Regions from separate parts of the Mus musculus genome. Here all the other regions are linked to region 3. Evidence: chromatin contacts called from public Micro-C and capture Hi-C data. All regions are on one chromosome and are shown on one strand. Each heading gives the region's core, a stretch centred on a gene start, on an enhancer-like site or on the middle of the called end of the contact. The rest is flanking DNA. Distances are from core to core; before and after follow the strand shown.

Region 1 (3,440 bases), core at 617-3,116, 350 kb before region 3:
GCCCTTAAATGTAACAGAATTTCGTGGGAGGATTCTGGTAGGATATTGCTAGCTTACTGGCGTTTCTCTAGACTCCTCCCAGGAACCTAGCAATGGCATCTACTGCCATTACCTGCTCACCATCGCCACCTGGTTCTCTCTGTTCCCTCATGTTTCTGACAGGTCTCTCTTTCCCCCTTTCTGTCTTTCTCTAACTTTTTTTTTGCTATCATGGCTCTGCTCCTGCCTGCCTGCCTGTCTGTCTGTCTGTCTGCCTGCCTGTCTGTCTGTCTGTCTGTCTCTTTTCCCTTTCCAGGCCCTCATGCCTCTCCCTCCCTTCAGACAAACCCCCTTTACACCAGAGCTGCTGCATGGCGTTATTTCTCATGGGACACCTTGGTATGGGGCTGCCAGGTATCCACCCCTGCATTAAATTCCATAACAGATACAGAGAGCCAAAATGCTGAGAGAAACTATTTGTGTGTTTGTGTGCGTGTCCATGTGTGTGCACGCACGTAGGGATCCACGTGTGGACGTTTTCATGCAAGTCCAGGCGGCCACAGAGGCTGGAGGCATTGGAAGCCCCTGAGGCTGGAGTTACAGGTGGTGGTAAGCTACCTGGCACAGAAGCAAGCTGTGAACTGGACTTCCATTTTCTGCAAGAATAGACCACTGAGCCATCTCTCCAGCCTGCTTTCTCTTAATTCAGAGCAGGACCTAAGCCCCTGGAATGGTGCCACCCACAGGCAGGTCTCCTACCTCAATTAACTCCATCTCAATAATCTCTTACAGGAGTGTCTAGAATATGACCTCAAGGTAAGACTTGAAAGTGACCTTTCAAAAAAAATTTAAGGTTTTTTCCCCCATTTAGCATCACAAAGATTATAGGGTTCAGAAAACACCCTTTATTTATTATTAACCACTTGATATATCCAGCAGATGTCTCATAATTATTTTATGTCTTTATTTGGCATCATAATTTTTTAATGATCTTACCATAATTTAAATGCTGGTATCCCTCTTGAAGTCATGTGATGAAATGCACGGCTCACAGTGATGGTGTGAAGTCCAGAGACACTGGGGAAGTGACTACATGAAGACTGCCTTACAGACTCAGTGCTCTTATAAAAAGAAAACCTCGAGGTTCGTGTGTGTGTGTGTGTGTGTGTGTGTGTGTGTGTGTGTTGCTTATAATGAAATACAACGTGTTGAGAGGTTACCTGGTCGGCCAATGCCAACATGTCCCCTGAGAATCATGTCCTGCAACAGATCTGGTATGGTTTATTTGGGGGAAGGAGGGGAGTGAGGACCTGGAGAAGGGGTAGAGGTGGACAGACAGAAACAGAGCCATGAGGGCAGAGAAGTGAGGGACAGAGGACAGAAAGGGGGAGAGACATACAGAGAGAGAGAGAGAGAGAGAGAGAGAGAGAGAGAGGCCATGAACACGCAGGAACAAAATTGGGAGAATGAATGGGATGGTGAGCAGTCCATTTTTTGGTTTGGTTTGGTTTTGGTTTTGGTTTTGGTCTTGGTCTTGGTCTTGGTCTTGGTCTTGGTCTTGGTCTTGGTCTTGGTCTTGGTCTTGGTATTACGAGACAGGGTTTTTCTGTGTAGCCTTGGCTGTCCTGGAACTCATTTTGTAGACCAGGCTGTCCTCGAACTCAGAAATCTGCCTGCCTCTGCCTCCCAAGAGCTGAGACTAAAGGTGTGTGTCACCATTTTTTTTAAAAATTCATTTAATTTTTTTTTTTAACTTAATCACTTTACATCCTGCTCACTGCCAACCTCCCAGTCATCCCCTCCCACAATCCTTCAAGAACAGACCTTGCCCTCATCTGAAAAGGACAGGTCTGCTCCACTCACAGGCCCCACCCACTCCCCAGCTTCCATCCTCTGGTCTGCAGGCCTCCCCCACATCTCTGCTTGCTGTCGCGGTTCCTCCAAAGGAAAGAGCTTGCCCAGAAGTTGGCAGGCTTTGTGGACAAACCACAGAGACAAGTTGTAGTTTAAAAAGCTCAGTAGCAGGTGCTCCCCCCTCCCTGTCACCCTGCAGTGACAACCAGCCAGGAGCTCCCCAAGTTCGTGCTTTGATTGGAGGAACCTGGATTTCCCTTTCATCCTGTGCAGCTGCCTGGGTCAAAAATCTCTGGCAGAAGGTGGGGGAGGGGGGTCTCTGAGGCGTGGGCGGGGCCTGAGGAGGAGCGTGTCTACTGCAAACCATTGCTGGGTCTTTCCTAAGAATTGACTCTGGGGATCAAGCAAACGCTGACAAAACACCTCTTCTCTAATGGGTGATCGTGTTGTGTGTGGGCAGTGTGAGTGGAGACTTCAGGAACTTTTAGGGCCTGGAGTAAACTTACTTAATTGAAGTTTCTGCGTGAGATCTGGGCTTGAATACTGAGCCTGCTTGTGGGGCAGTGGAACGTGCCAGGAGACTTGGTAAGGTTGAATGGGTTTGGAAGCCCCAGCTCCTCATACCAGAAGATATTAGGGGCTTCATTTGTTCCCAACCAGCCCCTGTCACGTGACCACAGCACCCCATGGAGAGGGTCATGAGATTGGTCAAATAGGTGCAACACCCCAACCCCCTTCACATGAAAATGAGGCATCCCCAACTTCTCAGACCAAGCCAAGAGAAAGCATCTGCTGTCAGACGCCAAGCCACCCCAAAATGTGTATAAAACCCTATCCAGAAGGAGTAAAGGTGTGGGGACTGCTCCATCAAGGGTCATCTGAGAACTTCTGTCACAAAAGAGCTCTTCTGTAACACTCCTTGGGGAAGAGGGCGTCTCTTTGGCCTAAGGCTTTCTCTGCCTCTGTCTCTGTCTGTCTCTGACTCTGAATCTCTTTCCCTGCTCCCCCCCCACCCACCCCACCCCCGTGTATGTGTTGTGTGCGTGCACATGTAAGTTGTGGGTCAAGTCTCTGGCCACCATGTAATGCTCTTTAAGTGTCACCAGTCAAATGCTGAAGGTCACTAAAGGTCACCTGTGCCTAAGTCCTGCCTACCTAGCCGGTCTCCCTGTTTCTTTTAACGCTGCTTTCATCATTACTTTTCCCTGTTACTTTCACAGCACCAAACACCTGACGCAGTAGTGAGTGGGAGCCAGGCATACTGGCCACACCTTTTATCCCAGCGCTCGGGCCGCAGAGGCAGGCGGATCTCTCAGGAGGCCAGCCTGGGCTACAGAGTGAGTTCCAGGACAGCCAGGGCTACGAAATGAGGCTATGTCTCAAAAAACAAACAAACAGCAGTGACTGGGAGCACACCCCTGAGCATGCAGGATGACCTGGTTGTGGGGTGGGGGTGGGACGGGTGAAGGGAAGCATTGGAATTTCAATTTTAGTTTTTCTTGCCTTTTGCACATTGCTGTCTGACAGAAAGTTGAGAATGACACTGTTCAATAGCGCTTTTGGGGGTGATAGAAAATCATTTTAAAATTTGAATTTGGACTCTCATT
Region 2 (3,575 bases), core at 243-2,742, 300 kb before region 3:
ACCCTTAGGTGAAGAGTGCCTGGCACTCGGTAGCTGCTGAGAAAGGAGGAATCCGTCTTCTCCAGTGAGGAGCTCTCTGAGGTTGGCCAATCCCAAGGGAGCAGCCCTAAACACAGGCACATAACAGCAAACTAAATCAGCTCAGCAGGGTGTGTATGTCTGCATAATTATATTAGAAGAAGGCAGGAATTTGAGAAAATAGGGCATGGAGGAGTTGGCATGGTGCGGGTTGGAAATAATATTCATGTATAAATTTTAAAAAACTAAAATTAACTTTTTATTATAAAGGGCTAAAATAGAGAAAGAGATAGGAGATAGTCTAGTCAGAGTATGTAACTATAAAGAGCCTGGGAAACATGAATAAAGCTGTTAAGTTTTGAGTGTTTAACTGGAGAGCACCCCTTTGATAGAGAAAATAGCCACTCCACGGACACATGAAACTATCCCTCCTCTCAAGGAATATTAAAACTGGTTCCATTTGTATAAAATGAGACATGGGCTAATAAGACAAAGATATTAAACGAGAGTTATACTCTGTATCCCAAGCTGGCCTGGGCCTCACTTCCTCCTTCCTAGGTCTCCGGAATGCTGAGGTCACAGGCAGGTCCTCCACACTCAGCTTACACTCGTCATTCTAACCTTAAAACCTATCAGTAACTGCACTCCTCAGTGCTACCAGCAAACACTATGCAAGCATTTAATGAGGGGTAGTAATCTGAACCTTAATAAATCTGATACGCTGTCTCTTGCTGCCAGTGCCTTAAGATGCAGAGATTCAAGTAAGTTAGGAAATGCATAATGAATTAAGGGAACAAATGTCTAGAGTATATATGTATCCTTAAGACATGATTGCAATGGTCAGATACAAATCCACTCATGATCAAGGACCACAAATCTAAGCCCTCAGAACACTAATGCCTAGCTAATAATGACCCCTGAGATTTTAATGAAAGAATATTTACTGCTCTTTTACTGGAACATATGTCAATTCTGAGATAAATGGGTTACAGAGATGATTTAAGGCATATTAATGCTCCAAAAATAAAGTCAAATAAAATTTTGTTAAAATTTTAAACAACAAGATATTGGGAAGCAGAGACGGGAGTTAAGTGGAATATAAACTCCTAGCAGAGAGGAGTGCGGGAGAAGCGTTCGCTTCCCTTCCAGTGTGCTGCTAAATAGCCCACTGAAACCCTGCTGGACACTGTGTAGGGAAGAAAGGAAACTGACTGAACCTGGCTAACCAAAAAAGGAAAGATCTTCTGATGGTGCTACGTATGTGCACTCATGGGCTCACACAAGGATGCCTGTTCTGTCATGGTAACTGTCAGTTATTACCTGAAGATGCTGCTGAAATCAGATGACTCCCTGAAAGCTGACATTATAAGGATACTAGATACTAGAGAGAGAATGTAGCCACACAGTGGGTGCTGGTGAGACACACACTGGCAGGCAGTGTTGAAAGCCTACACAGACATTAGTTCTATTGTTTTACCACAAAGCAGGGCTTCCATTCCTTTACTGAGAGGAAGGCACACCCAGAGACCATTCTCCTCCCTCCTCAGTAGGAACCTTTCCATCCAGTTAAACTCTACGTCCTCTAGATCCAGCAGCTCCTCTAACTAGTACTGTTTTTTAGACCTGTATCTTCCCATTTCTGCTTCTCTCCAGGTGCACAAGACATCTTTTGTTCAGTACGAAGCTAACTATGTTACCTTCCTGGAGGACGCCTCCCCTGCTCCCCCTAAAGGCTGGAACACCAGTAGGTTGAACGGCTCCTGTCTTGCAGCCCATTCTTTCTAAAGTTATGTTCTATCGTATCCACTTCTCAGATCCTGAATTGTTTGTTTCTGTAACTACTTCCACTTAAAAGTGTCCCTCCCGGTTGCCACTGTAGCAAGCACAACCCTGCTTTAAGAACTTATTCCCACTGTGGGGAGACACATGCTAACTGCCCACGTGACTGAACTCCCAGGGAGCAGTTTGCTCTTTTAAGTAACATTTGTGGGAGCATAACTGCCTGTAAGATACAAGATCTCCAGTGTGAAGAAGCTGGATGTTGGGGATGCAAGCTCTACATCGTTACAGCACAGCCAATGGGGAAGCTTGAAACAACACAGATGAGTCAAAACGGCAGGACGAAGAAAATCAACTTTGCCGCAACAGCCAGAGTGTTCTTCACAGATGAGTCCACGGTGCTCTTCGAAGACAAAACTTAGTGTTCTGAGGCCATGGGGAAGGGCAGCCCAGGTAGCGCTAAAGCATCAAGTTAGAAGCAGACGGGGTACACTGACACAGTACAACTCTACGAGGCAAGGGGCGGGAGTAGAATGTGGGCTTCCCCAGGCAAGCATGAGGAAGCCCTGCGAGCTCACACAGGGGCAATGGCAACATTCTGTCCACATTTTATAACAAACCCTAGTAGCCACCTGGCAGACAGACCAAAATAATCTGATTAGAAACAGGAGGTCTGACTATATTAGTATTTTAAGAAAATGATTTTAAAGGCATATAACATGAAGTGGTGTGGGAACAAAATGGAAGAAAAAAATTAAAAATGGTATCTAGGAAGTAAAATCTGTAAGGTGTAATTGGTTTTACATGTACAGAAGGTAGGCGGGGTAACTGTAGATGACGTCCCTTCACAGAGGGTGTGAGCAAAGGACACAGAAAGGCTGAGGAACATGGGCCCTGGAGAAAATGCATTCCACGTCAGACAGAAGAGGGAGGCAGCCCTGAGAAACTCAGGTGCAGATGTGCGGTCCACAGGCGAAGCATGCCAGGTTCATCCTGAGGCAGAAGCCAGGAGTGAGACAGTGGTGTTCAGAGGGTGACTATGGAATTCAATGTGGGACCGGAATGAGTGTCAGCAAAGGAGACTGAAAAGAACGGCTGTCAAAGGCCGTCCAGGCCTGGCCTGGCACAGACATATTGAGAAGCGCATGCAATATCATCAGTATTTCAAGATTCCAAGATGCAAAAGCTTAAAAAAAAATTAAACCCAAGCACAGAGAGGACCAACTCACAGAGGAAGGCTTCTAGGAAGACAGGAAGAAAAACATGAACGGCAAAGAAGCAGCTTAGCAGCAAGCTAGAGAGAGGCCAAAGGCCCGCCCGCAGCCTGAGCTGGAGGGAGGCACACGCAGGTGGCACAGAGCTGCAGGTGGCACAGGGCTGCAGGGGGCACAGAGCTGCAGGGGGCACAGAGCTGCAGGGGGCACAGAGCTGCAGGGGGCACAGAGCTGCAGGGGGCACAGGGCTGCAGGTGGCACAGGGCTGCAGGGGGCGCTGCTGGACAAGGCAGCTCAAGCTGAACTGATTGTAACTCACCCTACCACTTCCGTATGCGGCTGCCACATACGGAAGGCGTGAAATGTTTCACAGATCACTTTCTTTTGGCTAAACTATGTAGACTATTTTTAAGGAGCTGGAAGAGAGTATATTATTGTAAGAAGAATTGTACTGAAATGTTAGCAGGCAAAACGATGCGCTTCCTTGGCTGTTTCCCTACTCACCGCATTATAGCTGCTGCTTTTTTTTTTTTTTAAAGATTTTATTTATTTTATGTATGTGAG
Region 3 (3,237 bases), core at 599-3,098:
ATCTTCAATGAGTTTATAATCTATAAGGTAGCAGAGAAGCTAGCCTGATTACACTCCCCAAAAGTTCAGGAAATGTGGGCAGGAAGGGAGTTCTTAGTAGAGAAGAACTTCAATAAGTCTTACAAGAGATTCCATAAGATACAATGTTTAAGCTACTCAACCACTCAGCTTTCTTGTCAGAAAGAAAAGCACAGGCTTACAGGATTGCTATCATGCTTAAAGAAACACATGCATGCGTGTAAAACTTGGGAGGTGGGGGAACAGGTCAGCAGTAGAGCAGGATAGCAGGAAATGAAGCCCTGGGGGCTAATGCCCAGCAACACCCCTTCCTCTGCAGGTACTCAGAAAGTGGCACTGCAGGCAGGCAGGCAGGCATGTGACTCAGGCAGTGTCACCATGCAGTACACCTAAGCCACTCGGGCTGTAGCCCGCAGCAGCTGCATGTATAGCAACTTCATCCACCTGAGTGACTAGCAAAGCGGGCTTTGAGCTCAGGGAGACCTCAGATAAGACTGAAGTATTTCAATCTCAGGAACTACCACAGGGACACGCCTACAACAGCTAGAGTAATTCAAACAAACAAACAAACAAACACAAAGCAATAGATTAAAAACAGTTCTCATCGGGGCTGGTGAGATGGCTCAGTGGGTAAGGGCACCCGACTGCTCTTCCGAAGGTCCGAAGTTCAAATCCCAGCAACCACATGGTGGCTCACAACCACCTGTAATGAGATCTGGTGCCCTCTTCCGGTGTATCTGAAGACAACTACAGTGTACTTACATATAATAAATAAATAAATCTTTAAAAAAAAAAAAACAGTTCTCATCAAGAATTGGCTAAGTCTTTCCCCCCCATTTTTTAAAATTCCTAAACAAATAAAGAATAGATCTGCAAAACAGTGGGGTAGAGGCCTGGACTTAACAAAACTTTATGGGGATTCTTGAACACTATGTGCTTTAAACATCTCAATTCCAGGACATCCTACTCCAGTTTAAACACAGGAAGAAATGGTCTGCTTAGAAACAGACTCTGTGAAGACAAAGCCAGAAGCTGTCCCAGCTCCTAAGATGTTTTCTTTTTCAAATCTCAGCAATTTGGGGCTGAAGCGGGGAGGGCTGGAGGAGGTCCGTGATGCATATTCATTAACTTGCTGATAGCAACTGAGTGATCCTTTAAAGAAGAGAAAGTGTTCCTCTAGAGGATGGCCAGCTAGTAAAACAGACAGGATGCGAGGGAGACTCTGAGCTCAGCCTTGCCAGCTCACAGTGCAGCCCCAGCACACAGCCAGTGCTCATGGCCTGGAGACTGACCGGTGCCAGCTGTCTATCTGACTTACTATTCTGAGCCATGTCACCACATCTACAGCACATGCAGAAGTGAGAGGTGCTGAGGGGGACTTGAACTTTTATTCATAACTATATTCGTAAAGTGTCTGTGATTTAAGAAGCACCTTTGCAGGCAGCTTGCTGGATTAGTCTGATGTGTGAGGCGAGGCTTTGAGGTCCTGTGGTCCACACTGGTCTTAGTGAAGCTCTTTGTGGCAACAGAAAAAGAGCTGTTTCACTCTGATGGAGACTAGGAAGGGGTTGGTATCAAAGGGGAAAGAGGTTAGACACAGCACCTCTTCTAGGTTGGCTGGAATATTTACCTCCGCTTCCTTCACTTTCTGCACAGACTAACAGACGAACAAGTAAACCATGACTGGAAAATCCACACAGACTCTGAGATTAAGAGTCTCAGCAATGTATCCTCTTTAAAGTGCCTTTAGTTCCCCGCTGTCGGGACTCAGGGAGCTCAAAGGATCTAGTGCAGTCCTGCTCAAAGGGCGGGGCTTGCCTCAGACCTGGGTCTCTGCTCTGGCTCTATCCCTGGCCTTTTTCCTGTCTTTCACACAGATCTTACACGGTACTCCTGCAGCTATTTTAGTGTCCAAAGGGAAGTGCGCCCACGCATGTGCCAACTTTAAATGACTTCTCTACGATTTCCTTCCTAGTCAGGTGTGCTTTATAATAACAAACAGTAACAAAGGCTTTTTTTTTTTTAATGACTTAAGATATTCAGTGGCTTTTGTCTTGCAAGCGTCAGCAGTAACGTCAGAGGATTGTATCCAAGGAGCTAAATGTGCAGGACCCAGGGTCAGAGCAGCTGAATACACCAACCTCAGAAAACACAGACAATGAATTGCAAATGACACTCACAACAAAACGAGGAAAAAAACCTTCACACAGAAGACTACAAAAGAACTCTACAGACACTGAATTGGCTTTCTGTGCACACTGATCCTGCTTAACTGTGTGTGGTAGCTAACCCAACTGGCTTCAGACGTGTGGGGCCATAAAATAAAGGTTGGGTTTTTATTTTTTGGGGTGGGAAGGGTTGTGATAAAAATATTTTTTCTTCTTTTAACTCTATCGTTTATTTTTAAAGCAGTTTCACACGCTGAGGATGGCCAGTGCTTCTGTTTGCATTTTCAAACAAAATGAGTGGCATTAGTCATACAGTGATTGGCCTTGTTAATTCTGCCGAAGGCTGCACACAAAAGGTGCATTGTTTCAGTGGGGATTCACATCATCAAACAAAATGGTTTGGTAAACCCAAAAGAAGTGATAGCCCTTTCATGGCACATAGGGTGCAGTACTGTATATTTCAACTTGTTAGCAAGTCAGGAGCACAGGCAGGACCCCGGCCCACACTGCCGAGGATGAATAGCAAGCCAAACTGATGAGCCACTGCTCAGCTTTCCTACTGGGAATTACTCCCAACTGTCCAGGCCTTACACCACTCAGGTAAACGGTGGCAGGATAAAATGTTTTCTGTCTCTCCATAGCCAGCCAAAGGGCACATGAAGCTCAGGAAGAAATATCTGTACTTCCTGCCTGTAGCGAGGTAGCAGGATTTCTTAATGGCCAGCTGCAGTGGGAAGAGGGACAGAGGCTGAACGTGGCAATGCAGACCCTTCCCCTCTACTGTTGGTTCACAATGCTTGAAAGTGCAGCTCCTGTAGCCCTTGAGATTAGAAATGACACTCTTATTGGGAATGACGATTCATTAAGTTCACTAGGATCTGAACAACATTTTCAACAAGTCTGTAAGTCAAACTTGTCTATGGGGTGGATCTTTGACTCGGCTTCATGCATTGCACCTGCCTCCATGTAGCACATATTCTCTACCACATCGCTACATCTTCTTACCACAGAGATACACCAAGCATCAAGAGTCCCGTGAGATGCTAGCTCC

What was found. A called contact is a pair of places that touch in the nucleus more often than the background predicts. Capture Hi-C pulls out chosen DNA fragments and counts their contacts.
Region 1: a contact with region 3 is called in a capture Hi-C map of embryonic stem cells, with 3 times the contacts expected there. The contact joins two enhancer-like sites. A contact is called at or near these places in 2 of 15 datasets of contacts at CTCF or cohesin (the NIH/3T3 cell line and pro-B cells), 2 of 484 Hi-C or Micro-C datasets (bone marrow-derived macrophages and forebrain), 7 of 115 datasets of contacts at active chromatin or transcription factors (bone marrow-derived macrophages, embryonic basal ganglia, embryonic forebrain and 4 more) and 1 of 9 other capture datasets (embryonic stem cells).
Region 2: a Micro-C map of embryonic stem cells shows a contact between it and region 3, with 2.8 times the contacts expected there. The contact joins two enhancer-like sites. A contact is called at or near these places in 2 of 484 Hi-C or Micro-C datasets (both in embryonic stem cells), 2 of 115 datasets of contacts at active chromatin or transcription factors (embryonic basal ganglia and trophoblast stem cells) and 1 of 9 other capture datasets (embryonic stem cells).

What each region holds. Positions count from the first base shown.
Region 1 is chr10:85,034,012-85,037,451 of GRCm38.p6, reverse strand. No RefSeq gene overlaps it. Among named protein-coding and RNA genes, the nearest start is that of Gm34633, 32 kb to the right of the region's middle. Within about 2 kb of position 1,866, at least 14 of the 459 cell types and tissues checked have an H3K27ac peak or open chromatin away from gene starts, as enhancers often do. A contact at or near this core is called in embryonic stem cells, where this site is marked.
Region 2 is chr10:84,985,903-84,989,477 of GRCm38.p6, reverse strand. The region is part of intron 7 of Ric8b (RIC8 guanine nucleotide exchange factor B); the gene reads right to left. Gm34633 (a long non-coding RNA gene) reads left to right here. Exons shown (of 3, transcript XR_003948930.1): 2 at 1,672-1,762. Among named protein-coding and RNA genes, the nearest start is that of Gm34633, 16 kb to the left of the region's middle. Within about 2 kb of position 1,492, at least 15 of the 459 cell types and tissues checked have an H3K27ac peak or open chromatin away from gene starts, as enhancers often do. A contact at or near this core is called in embryonic stem cells, where this site is marked.
Region 3 is chr10:84,685,027-84,688,263 of GRCm38.p6, reverse strand. All of the region lies in intron 19 of Polr3b (polymerase (RNA) III (DNA directed) polypeptide B), which reads right to left. Among named protein-coding and RNA genes, the nearest start is that of Gm17249, 64 kb to the right of the region's middle. Within about 2 kb of position 1,848, at least 69 of the 459 cell types and tissues checked have an H3K27ac peak or open chromatin away from gene starts, as enhancers often do. A contact at or near this core is called in embryonic stem cells, where this site is marked.